4 separate regions of the Mus musculus genome follow, and all the other regions are linked to region 4. The links are chromatin contacts, called in public HiChIP or PLAC-seq and promoter capture Hi-C maps. All regions are on one chromosome and are shown on one strand. The core of a region is the stretch at or near the end of the contact, and the rest is flanking DNA. Distances in the headings are between cores, read along the strand shown. Region 1 holds the start of Vamp9 (vesicle-associated membrane protein 9). Region 2 has its middle 41 kb from the start of Gm45913. Region 3 overlaps Sec31a (Sec31 homolog A (S. cerevisiae)). Region 4 holds the start of Tmem150c (transmembrane protein 150C).

What was found. Promoter capture Hi-C pulls out the DNA fragments that hold promoters and counts their contacts. HiChIP or PLAC-seq counts read pairs in DNA pulled down with a chosen protein or histone mark.
Region 1: a contact with region 4 is called in a FOXA1 HiChIP or PLAC-seq map of pancreatic cancer cells. The contact joins the promoter of Vamp9 here to the promoter of Tmem150c in region 4. A contact is called at or near these places in 2 of 39 promoter capture datasets (embryonic stem cells and liver) and 1 of 115 datasets of contacts at active chromatin or transcription factors (pancreatic cancer cells).
Region 2: an H3K4me3 HiChIP or PLAC-seq map of embryonic stem cells shows a contact between it and region 4, with 12 read pairs. The contact joins the enhancer-like site here to the promoter of Tmem150c in region 4. A contact is called at or near these places in 9 of 39 promoter capture datasets (the HPC-7 cell line, embryonic stem cells, liver and 4 more), 3 of 115 datasets of contacts at active chromatin or transcription factors (embryonic stem cells and stem cell-derived neural progenitor cells) and 1 of 9 other capture datasets (adipose tissue).
Region 3: a contact with region 4 is called in a promoter capture Hi-C map of hippocampal neurons, with 1.9 times the contacts expected there. The contact joins the enhancer-like site here to the promoter of Tmem150c in region 4. A contact is called at or near these places in 3 of 39 promoter capture datasets (hippocampal neurons, pre-B cells and stem cell-derived epiblast-like cells) and 2 of 9 other capture datasets (adipose tissue and liver).

The regions. Positions count from the first base shown.
Region 1 is chr5:99,904,914-99,907,613 of GRCm38.p6, forward strand. It overlaps Vamp9 (vesicle-associated membrane protein 9), which reads left to right and starts at 1,352. Exons shown (of 6, transcript NM_001378420.1): 1 at 1,352-1,492. The coding sequence starts at 1,415.
Region 2 is chr5:100,342,051-100,344,750 of GRCm38.p6, forward strand. No RefSeq gene overlaps it. Among named protein-coding and RNA genes, the nearest start is that of Gm45913, 41 kb to the left of the region's middle. Within about 2 kb of position 1,256, at least 5 of the 459 cell types and tissues checked have an H3K27ac peak or open chromatin away from gene starts, as enhancers often do. A contact at or near this core is called in embryonic stem cells, where this site is marked.
Region 3 is chr5:100,379,891-100,382,590 of GRCm38.p6, forward strand. It overlaps Sec31a (Sec31 homolog A (S. cerevisiae)), which reads right to left. Exons shown (of 28, transcript NM_026969.1): 19 at 1,270-1,443. Among named protein-coding and RNA genes, the nearest start is that of Sec31a, 35 kb to the right of the region's middle. Within about 2 kb of position 1,336, at least 29 of the 459 cell types and tissues checked have an H3K27ac peak or open chromatin away from gene starts, as enhancers often do. A contact at or near this core is called in adipose tissue, hippocampal neurons and liver, where this site is marked.
Region 4 is chr5:100,157,831-100,160,530 of GRCm38.p6, forward strand. Tmem150c (transmembrane protein 150C) reads right to left here and starts at 1,451. Exons shown (of 8, transcript NM_001382851.1): 1 at 1,389-1,451.

The sequences.
Region 1 (2,700 bases), core at 102-2,601, 250 kb before region 4:
TATGTGTCTTGTGCCACAAAGGTCAGAAGAGAACGTCATATCCCCTGGATCAGATGATATGAACCACCATGTGGATACTGAGAATTTAACCGAGGTCCTATGCAAGAGCAACACATGCTCTTAACCACTGAGCCAATGCTACAACTCCAAAGATATATTCATTTGATGAGTATTTTGGCTGCATGTATGTCTGTGTACCACATGATGCCTGGAACCCACAGAAGTCAGATGTTAGATACCTTGAAACTGGAGTTATGCATGGTTGTAAGCAGCTATGTACGTGCTAGGAACTGAACCCTGGTCATCTGCAAGATCAGCCAATGCTCTTACCAATGAACCATCTCTCCAGCCCTCCAACTACTTTTTGATTAGATTTAAGTCCCGCTTCATGAAATGGAACTCATATATGACACTAAAAGTGGCCAAGAACCTGGGTTTGGATAGGTCATGGGCCTAGGGGAAACATACTACCATAAAATGACCTCTAAGGACAAATTGTTATGCCCACCGAGCAGAGCGCTGCTCAACCTCGTCAGAGAAGCTTTTTCTTACAGTAGATGATAATTAACACAGAGAACCCCAACTGGGCAGTCAGAGAGTGAGACTTTGGAGCCCTTACGCCCCTAATGGGGTCCTTTCAATGCTGTGAACATTTTTGTCACCGCAAACTGTAACCAGCATTTGTTCAGCGTATGCTGCTCTGTGAGTAGTTACAGAACAACTCAGAGATGGTCTTCATGCTCACAAAACCAAATGCAGGCTGTGCACAAGAGGTTCCTCCAATGCTTGCTTAAATTTAAGTGTGCTGCATGCGTGCATGGTGTGTGTGTGTGTGTGTGTGTGTGTGTGTGTGTGTGTGTGTGTGATGTGCGTGCACATGTAGATGTGTCTTCCAAGGTTGCGCTCCACATTTTTTGAAACCAAGACTCACCAGACCTAAAGCTTATCAATTCAGGTAGGCCAATGAGCTACTAGGATACACCTGTCTCCACCACCACTCCACTTCTCAAAGGGGATTACATGCTCCAACCACCATGCCTTTTTTACTTCTTTTTTTTTTTTTTTTTTTTTTTTTTAGCGTGAGTTCTGGGGATTCGAACTCAGACCTCCGGGGTCTTTGCCTACTACCCCCAGCTTCGCAGCCCTAGATTGTGACTGATTCACACGTAGATGAGGCCTGGGCAGTTAAACAGCTCTTAAATGGTTTTCCAGACTACCCGGAGCACAGAGAGACCTCAGGAATCCCAAGCATGTGCGAGGACCTCGCCTAGCAAACTCACAGGCTCTGCGGGACCCACAGATGGCCCCGCCTCCTCCCCTGCCAATCAACCGTCCCTCGCGCCTGCGCGGAGCGGCGGTCCAACTGTAGCGGGCGGTTAGAAGGCGGTCCGCTTCTCTCACTGGCCTGCTGGTTATGACGATCACCTACAGCTGCGTTGCTAATGGCCGAGCGGTCCTGGCGGAGCTGGCCTTGACCGGCGGCGCCTATCAGGTACCTGAGGCTCACGCCTCGGCGTCTGAGGGTTCGGTTCCTCGAGGCTGGCGCACGCCTGGCCTCCCCTCAGGGCGCGGGGCGACCTGGAAGGACTCAGGGACCGGGAGTCCCCGCCCCCTCCAGAAGCGCTGCCTCCGAGGCGGGAGTGGGACTGCGCCTGCGCCACCCAGGGGTTGGGGCTCGTACTGCCCGCGGCCGTCTGGCGGAGATTTATAGCCATCTCCAAGTTGATAGCCCCATTACAAGGAAATGACCTGCAGTTGAACACACTTAGTGAACGTGTAAGGGTCTCAAGACTACTTCAGTTGCAGGCAGTGAGGGCCACCTGACAGCGCAGTTTGGACTCTCAGCGCCCAGGGTGGGAGGGCCATGAATTTGATGTCAGCGTGGGCTATATAGACCCAGTCTTTAAAAAGTGAGAACACAAGATGTATCACAACGTTAGAGCGCTTGCCCAGAATGTGTGAGGCCCTGAGTTCAGTTCCCCAACACACACACACACCTAGAAATTGTCAGATGCCATCTAATATTCTATCTGAACCTTAGATCAGTTGTCCCAGGGGGTAGAAAAGGTTTCGCTGAAGATAGGCTGTAATGTACTCCTGTACAGAGGAACTACTCCTAGTTTAGCACAGTCTTGCGCGCCCTCGACTGGCCAGGAAGAACAACGCTGCAACAGGATCCTTCTGCACACGTTTATTGGGAGAGCTTGATTGTAGAGGCGAAAAGACTTTTTGCCCAGAGCTGGTGCTGCTTTTATAGGCCTAGGAGAGGCGTGTCTCATACCCTGATTGGTTATGCACTAAGCCTCATTTGCATGTTCCTCATCTGATTGGCTACTCTCTCTCAGTACCTCACTGAGCCTCATTATCATCTCATTTGCATGTCTCACATCCGATTGGTTATACTCTCAGTACCTTACAGAACCTCATTATCATGCCTGGGCCAGGCAGTGTTTTTGCAAAAAACTTTACTGCATATGTACACATTGGTTGTTTGTCCAATCTTATGCATGGTGGCCAGCAGTAGTCAGTGCCACTCAGCAACGGCACATGTGGCTTCCCACATCTCCCCCTGTTTGTTTTAATAAAATGAGACTGGACTAGGCCTGTGCAATTATGCCCATCCGCCGTGGCTCCTGTTTTAGGTCATTCCTCTAATGTCACAGCCTTACCCGTCATAGGGTAACCCTATCGCCACCGGGC
Region 2 (2,700 bases), core at 6-2,505, 180 kb after region 4:
TGAGGGATGTGCCTGGCCAGGGAGAAACTGGGAAGTTAATTAGCACCTGAGCTACTCTGCGGAGTCCAAAATCTCTCTGACCTTTAGGTTAGAGACACATCTGGCTACCCTGGAGGCCATGCTCAGGAATGTGGCAGGGGCCGGAGGGGCTGCTCTGCTCTTCCCCATACTGTAAGTCGCTTCTTCCCTGAAGCAGGATCGCCTGGGCTCTCAGCACTCACCACCTGTCTCTCCACTCATGTCCCTGAACAAGAGAAGCCTAAATGGTTCCCTCAAGGAAAAGCTGAATATGCCTCAATATTTCACAAAGTCCCAGAATGGCTGAGAAGTGCGTCTGCTTTTCGGAATATGGAGGACAAAATTCAACATGAAAAGGAACTCAGGCTTGTCTATGTCCTTGATGCTCTGGCTTGAATGTATCCCCAAAGTTCAAGTTTTAGAAACTTCCAGAAGTCAGGGGGCTAAGTAACAGGATCAGTGTAAGCTGCAGGTCAGCCTGGACTGCAGAGTGAGATTGTTCGAGGGCGGGCGTTGTGCACATGGCTAAGGCTCCATTTGCATACAGAGAGTCCAGGGGAAAAAACCAACATGCTGGAGACACTCTCAGGAGTCACAGGCTTCGAAGAGGTGGGTTTCACACTAGCCATGTGGAAAAGCCTCTTACAAAGCTGTGAGTTAGAGGAGTGGATTAACTTCTGAGACATAGGTCTGATTCCGTGTGTGGAATTTCCACAACTGCCTTGAAAACCGTAGTTGGGGAGAAATCAGACTTGCTCCTCTCAGGTACCAGGTAGGAAGGGCAAGGTGTGCACACCTGTAATGCCTGCATTTGAGAAGCTGAGGCAGAAGGATTGCTCCAAATTCTAAGTCAGCCTAAGTGATATAGTTTTGTTCTGGGCTATACATTAGAGCCCATTGTAAGTCTTTGTGTCCTAGGAAGAAGATAAAGTCAAGGCTGAGCTTTCATCTCTATTCTTGTCAAGCTCGTGGAAAGAGGACTTTTCTATCAGAAACATTTCAGAGGCACCATTAGGTATCTGCTGTCAGGGAGATCCAGCAAGCATCCACCCAATATCCATTTAGTGCCTACCTTAAGTAAGTGATTTGTATACGCCCTGGGCTGAACAATTACACAATAGCTACATTTGGGGTCTTGTTCTGCACGTCTACACTTGCAAAAGTGGCTTTCCAGACTCTGTAGCCAAGGCTCCCATTGTTTTGCTTAAGGAGTGTCAGGGGTCAGGGAGGGTCAGGGGTCGGGGAAGGTCAGGGAGTGGGGCAGAGGGAAAGTGATGCCTGGACAGGACAGGACCACTGCACTCATAGACTCAGAGCAGCTACTGAACCCGATCAAGCAGGTCAACGCTCCACTATGGAGCACGGAAGATCTCCCATGCTCCCACCTCTAGCTAAGGAGCTATTAACACTTGATGACATCCAGGGCAAGGGGACTCATGATTCTTTAAAGGTACCAGACTCCAGTGGATGCCCTTGCTACCTTGAGTACACAGAGAACACAAATTGGACAGGGTAGGTTAAAAACAAACAAACAGGGGTGAATAGCAGGGCACGGATATGATCAAAATACATTCTATATGTGCGTGAAGTTTTCAGAAAGTTAATAAAATGTTGTATCAAAAATTGCTGAATGGAGCGAAATGAGAACCGGAGATTTAAATGTCCCTTCCTTAAGAAAAATACAAAAAGCCTGTTTGTAAAAGGCCATGGCGGATCCTGTGTCACCAACTATGAGGGGAAAACGGTCAGGCACGAAAGCCAGCAGCAGAATAGGAGAACGTGTCCCATGCTGTGGGAAAGAACGCATCCCGAATCACCCGCTCTCCATGTTTCTTTTTAACTGGGATTTAGAATTCACCTCCAAGCAGGGTTAACAATTCCCTACTTCAGAACCAGCTTCCCCCCAGCTCGCATTCGATGTGGCACCCTGCCAAGCCAAGAAAAGCTGTTGATACTCAGTCTCCCCTCCAGGTGATGAAGGATCTCAGGGAAGACAGGCCCAAAGGCAAGATTTCCAAGGGTCGAGAAAGATCTTTGTATTAGTTACTTTCTTTTACTTTGTGTCTCTGTGATCAAATGCCTGATGCTAGCTAGAATCAGCGGAGGGAGAAGCGGTTCCTTTCCGCTGAGGTCAGAGATCCCAGTCAATAGTCAGGGATGCACAGAGCAGGCTGTTATGAAAAACAAGGCAGGGGGCTGGTGAGATGGCTCAGTGGGTAAGAGCACCCGACTGCTCTTCCAAAGGTCCAGAGTTCAAATCCCAGCAACCACATGGTGGCTCACAACCATCTGTAATGAGATCTGACTCCCTCTTCTGGAGTGTCTGAAGACAGCTACAGTGTACTTACATATAATCAATAAATAAATCTTTAAAAAAAAAAAAAGCAACCAGGGCCACGGAAGGTGACCCCAAGGACAAGAGAGAGAAGAAGTGTCCCAGCAGCTGTGTGCCCCTCCTTTCTGCAGAGCCCAGCTTCTTTGTCTCTTATCCAGCCTGAGGTAGCATGTATGGTTTGACTATCTGTGTCCTTCTGAATTTCCTCTCAGGATCCTCAACTCCTCATATGGTAGTTGAAGAAGGCATAGCCATCAGTATCAAACCACCCCGTGGTATCCTTATGGAATGGGATCCATACCCTCAAAAGAGAAGCCCCAGAGAGCCTTCACCCCTTCTGCCCTCAT
Region 3 (2,700 bases), core at 86-2,585, 220 kb after region 4:
TGTGGGTTGTTTAGAAGTCCAGTGTGTGCTCCTAACAGCTGAGCCACCTTTTCCTGCTCTAGTCTAATAAACTTGTTACACGTCTAAGGCTGCTCGGGAGGGGAGCTGTAAAGACACTTCAGCCTTACTGCTCATCCAGAGGACCCCAAATCAGTTCTGAGCACCCGTGTCTGGCAGTTCACAGGCACCTACAGTTCTGGCTCCAAGAGACCTGATGCTGTCTTTTGGCCTTGGGGGCACCTGGGTTCTGTGTGCCTCTGTCTCTTTCACATAAACACGCAGGGACTCACTGAACCAGGCGTTCTGTGATCACACAAACTGGCTGGCAGCCAGCCCCAGATACCCTCAGCAGGCACACGGCACAGTGAGTGCCCCCTCTGCTTGCACTGAAGCCCCTCTGAGAGCCACACTTTATAAGGCACTCTCCGTATGTACGGGAGGAGGTACACAACAGCAGCACAAAGTCCGCAGAGCCAGCCCGCTGAGACTCACAGGAGACAGTGCTATCAGCACTAAGGTTCTTTCTCAGTAAAGCTCACTGAAGCCCAGAGAGCAGTATAAGGAATAGTATCTAGAGAATGCATGTGATTAGTCCACAAGATGGCTCAACAAACAGCTAAGGGCACTTGCCAACAAATCCAAAGATTTGACTTTGCCCTCTGGGCACATGGGTGGAGTGAGCCGATGACCTTTGATCTCAATCATGGGCCCCAACACATGCATTGTGCCTCCTCTCATTAACTATTAAAGTATGTGATTATCTTGGTAGAAGCAGGAGGGCAAGGAATTCAAATCCAGCCTTCACTACACACAGTTTTGAGTCTTGTCTCAAAACAAATACAAGAAAATATACATAATTATAAGTAAATTTTATAGTAAATTTTAGTAAAAATACAGGGTTTAATTTTATGCTTAGATGATCTAGAGGTCTAAGCCAGTCTTAAGGTAAAAGCTCTTATACACCAATACAGTGAGACCAACTGTGCACAGTGGCACATACCTGTAATCACAGCCCTGGGAAGGCAGAGGCAAAAGGATCACAAGTTCAAGGTCACCCTCAGCTTTATAGTAAGTTCAAGATCAGTCTGGTCTTAAACATGAGATTCTTCAAAAAAATTAAAAGTGAGTTGGGCATAATCCTAGCATTAAGGTGGCAGAGGCACAGTATCTCTGAATTTGAGGTTAGCCTGGCTTACAAAGCGAATTCCAGGATCGCCAGGGACCTGCCTCAAAAACAAAACAACAATGAAGAAGATGGACACTAATTACCTGGTTGGTGTTGTCAGGCAGAAAAGCCAAGGCTGCGGCAATGCTGCCCTGGGCTGCCAACAAGCTGGCATACTGACTCATCTTCTCAGCCAGAAGAGCCCCGACAGTATTGGTGTCCAAGGCTTGGGTGAGCTGTACAGCTTTGCGGAGGATGACAACTTTCTCAATCAGATCCTAAATGAGAGAAAAGCAAAGGAGGAGGAGACAGTCAGAAGAAACAGAGTGGGCAAGCTTCCCAGGGTTCCCAGAAGAACGGCGCCTGCTCTCCCCCTATTTGAAGAGCGCCAGCCAGCAAGAAGGAGGAGAAGGAAGCCTGCCTCATAGACAGTCCTCAACCTGCCAGACACTTGTCCAATGATCTCAGACACAAAAAAATCCAAACTAAAAGTGATGGGCAGGTACCCAGCAACAGAGCTGTCTCCTGGCAAGCAGAGGAGGAGCCACGTGCAAGCGTGCATGGCATGTTTCCTGCAACATCACTACCTCGCAGTCTTACAAGGGGCACGAGACCTGCAAAGGGCTCACTTGTTCATGTTCAACGCCCCTCCAAAGGCTGGCTCTACTGAGGAGTGGCAGAACATGGAAGATGTATGGCCTAAGGGAGGCCCTTAGGTCCCTGAGGGTCCTCCGTGAGGGAGCTGTGTGCTTAGGTCTTTCTGTTGCTCTCTGCCTCCTGTGGCTCAGCCATGTGCTCCTGCCCTTGCCAGAGACCCAAAGCCATGGGCTACCTACCCAACCTTCAACAGGACTCTCCAAACCATGAGCCCAAATAAAGCCCTTTCTCTGTAAAAGTCAACTGGTCCAGTCATTTCAGACTGACTGATATGGTTGTGGCAAAGGCTGTGTGTCCTTGGAGAGCAGGCCTTGTAATGGAAGCTCTGCTCTGAGGGAGTGTGCAGGACCCCCTCCCCTCAATCCACAGGTGGGAAACATGTTACTTCTCAGAAGCACTTGGAAGGAAAAGCTTGCTTTAATCAAACAAATAAACCAACAAACAAATCTGACTTTTAGTTTCAAAAAAATGATCTTTATAATGACGACTCTGGATAAGTTTTTCTCCAGACAAAAAATAAATACTATACTGAGATACCGCAAGACTGCCCACTAGGTGCCTTGGGGGAAATTTTAAGCTCTACTTGAGGCCTAGGACCGTCTCCACAGTTTGGCTTTCTCTCTAGCCTGTGCGGTAGAGCTAACCTGGGTTCAGTTCATCTTGAACCTCACACTCCCTGATCATCACTACTCTCCTCAGTGTTGGGTGCATCCCATTCTCCAGCCCATACTGCCGCTCTCTGCCAGAGGTAGGAGCTTAAAGGGAGAGCAGGTAAACCGTGGGCTTCTTTCAGTTTTCCTGCCACCTACTGCTCCAGTAAACTGCCACACACCATCTGACCCGACGGCTTCATCCACACCTGACTGACTAGCCCACCA
Region 4 (2,700 bases), core at 201-2,700:
CAGAGGCAGGTGGATCTCTGCGAATTCCAGGCCAGCCTGGTCTATATAGAAAGTTCCAGGACAGCCAGAGCTACATAATAGAGAGACCTTGCCTCAGGTGGGTCAGTAGTGGGGTGAGTGGGGAGGGAGGGAGGGAGACAGAGACAGAGAAAAGGTGGGGAGGAGCAGAGGGAGAGGGAGAAGGAGGCCAAGAGAGGGGGAGAGAGAGAGCTCGTGCACAGCTATGGTTACTTTGGAAGCAGGGTTTTCTCCAGGACATGTGTAAGAAAAAGTTAGGTATCTGCCCCAAGTTGAGATTGTAAAATTATTCATTTTGCATCTATTAACGTGTATGCGCCTAACGGTCTACCCTCAACACGGGACATTTTATGTGGGTCAGCTTACTAACTGCTACCATGGACTTCATACACTCACATTCGCCTACCCTTTTTATTAACTGCAGCCCAGAATGGAGTTACAGTCGTGCATTATTAAAATCTGTCTTCGATTCAAGCAGAGAATTGAAGAAGCAGAAACTAATATCGCCCTTTCGGCGGTGTTACTGTAATAGATCTAAGAAGTGCTTTATTCTGTCTTGCCTTTTAAATGCATCCGTGCATTTCGGTTCCCTATCAGGACCATGTATGTCGGAGGTCAGCCTGGGATCGCCCAGGGGGGTTGGCTGGCTTCCATTCACCTGGGCTCTGTTCTCACGTTGGCAATCACCACCCTGGCTCAGCCCTGAAAGATCTGGTCGGAAAAACCGCGACCAAAAGACCAGCAAAGTGCTTAGGGTATAATAAAGTGCCATGGGGGTCAGGGGTGGACAGAGAGGGATGAATGGAGGGCGGGTGGGGAGGAAGGAACATGAATTTCAACTGGGAAACCCCTTATTCCCTCTTTGATTCATTTAAGGAGGGGGAAAACCACTCAGCGAAGGCTCTCTCCATAACCCAAGAATGTCGACTTTTGAAAATTATTATGACCGTGGATAACCATAGCGCCTCGTGCACCGCGACCCGTACCCCACCCCCGCACTCCCCCTGGTTAAGCCCGAAATCCTGGATTCTTCCCAGGAACGCGCGCCCAGTAGGGCGGCCGCGGGGCTGCGCTCAGGGCACCGCAAGTTAGCGCCGGGGCCGGCAGGCTGGGCTCCGCCGCTCCTCCCCGGACCCCACCCGCGGTGGTGGGACACCTGTCACTGGGCGGGGCGGGGGGCCGCAGGCGACACTGCGGCGGCGGCGAGCGGGACGGGCGCGCCGCGGAGCTGCACCGCCCGCCTCGGGCTCGGGAGTACGCGCCCGGGGGCTGGGGAGGCACCGCGGCCGCCCGGGTGGGGTCCTCGCTGGGTCGGGAGCAGGACGAGCAGGGCATCAGGGGCCAGGGGCGGATGAGGGCGCCGCGCCTACCTGCTCCGGGCGGCGGCGGCTCGCGGGCCGTGACCTGCGGCGGCAGCGGCGGCGGTGGCAGTCGCGGTGGGGAGGGCGCTTCCTTCAGGAAGGGGTGGGATCTGCCCGCCCGCCCCCTCCCGCCGCAACGCGGCCCGTCCCCGACTTACTCCGGGGTCCCCGTCGCGGGGCTTCGGGTGGACAGCAGAGCTCTGAGGTCCCGTCTTGTACCTCCCCCCCTCCCCCCCCCCGTCCCCGGTTCCCTCACCGTCACCCGGGGCTGCGGCTGCGGGCGGACGGTCCAATCGCCTCCTTCCTAAGCCAAGGTGGACGCGCTTGCCTGGCGCTCCTCACCCAACAAAAGGCAGGACGGGATCCGGGATCCTCCGCCTGCTGGTTATTTATTCCTGACCTGTTGTAACCTTCTTACCGGCTCCCTTCTGTCCACACACCAAGGACTTTGCATACAGCAGCTAAAATTCACTTTCAGGCCCACGAGCCCAGCGTAGTTCTCCACCACCCGCTGCCCTCCCGTGGTTTTCTTTCATCTTACTGAGCAGACACAGGGCTAACTTCTGACCCTGATAATGGACGGAGGACTTCAAGGCCGCTCCCCTACAGCCAAACTTGCTCATTTCCCCTGTGTGTGTGTGTGTGTGTGTGTATGTTCATAAGACACTACTCAGCATTTTAGTAGCAGCCCCACCCCAGACCCCAACTTTTGTCACTGCACTGACCCCTAAGCAGCACAGCCCAGAGTCATGTTAATCTTAAATTCTTCATTAACTTACTTGACTGGCCTGCTATGCCTGGTAGGGTCGCCTGGATCAATCCACCACACCCATCTACTTAAAACCATTGCCTCTCAAAGCACAAGTTTCTAAGTTTCTAAGCTCCCTCCTCAACTCAACCTATACAAAATCTCTGCCACTGGCTTCTAGAATGCTCTCTTCTCCATGGCGCTTGTCATTATCTACGCATGTGTTGATTTCTGGCCACTGTTCTGTTTTGACTACTAGACCGTTCGATTCTTGAGGTCTTACGGCTTTCTGTTTACCATATATTAAGGAATGGGACTTTGATTTATTCAATTAAGTTAATTCAAAAGTTAATTCTAGTATAGAACCCCCTGAAAGCACGTGCTGAGTGGTGAGGGGCGTTTTCTGAAGAGAGTTAACTTTGTTTTTTTCAGACTCTCCAGGTGGCCTGTGAGGTTAAAAATTGCTTGAGGCCCAGCCTGAGCCCCAGTCTGAGGATTATACTCCTACTTCTTGTCCCCTTATGGGATGCCCAGGCTGGCTATTAAGACTGCATTGGAACCATGAGTTAATCT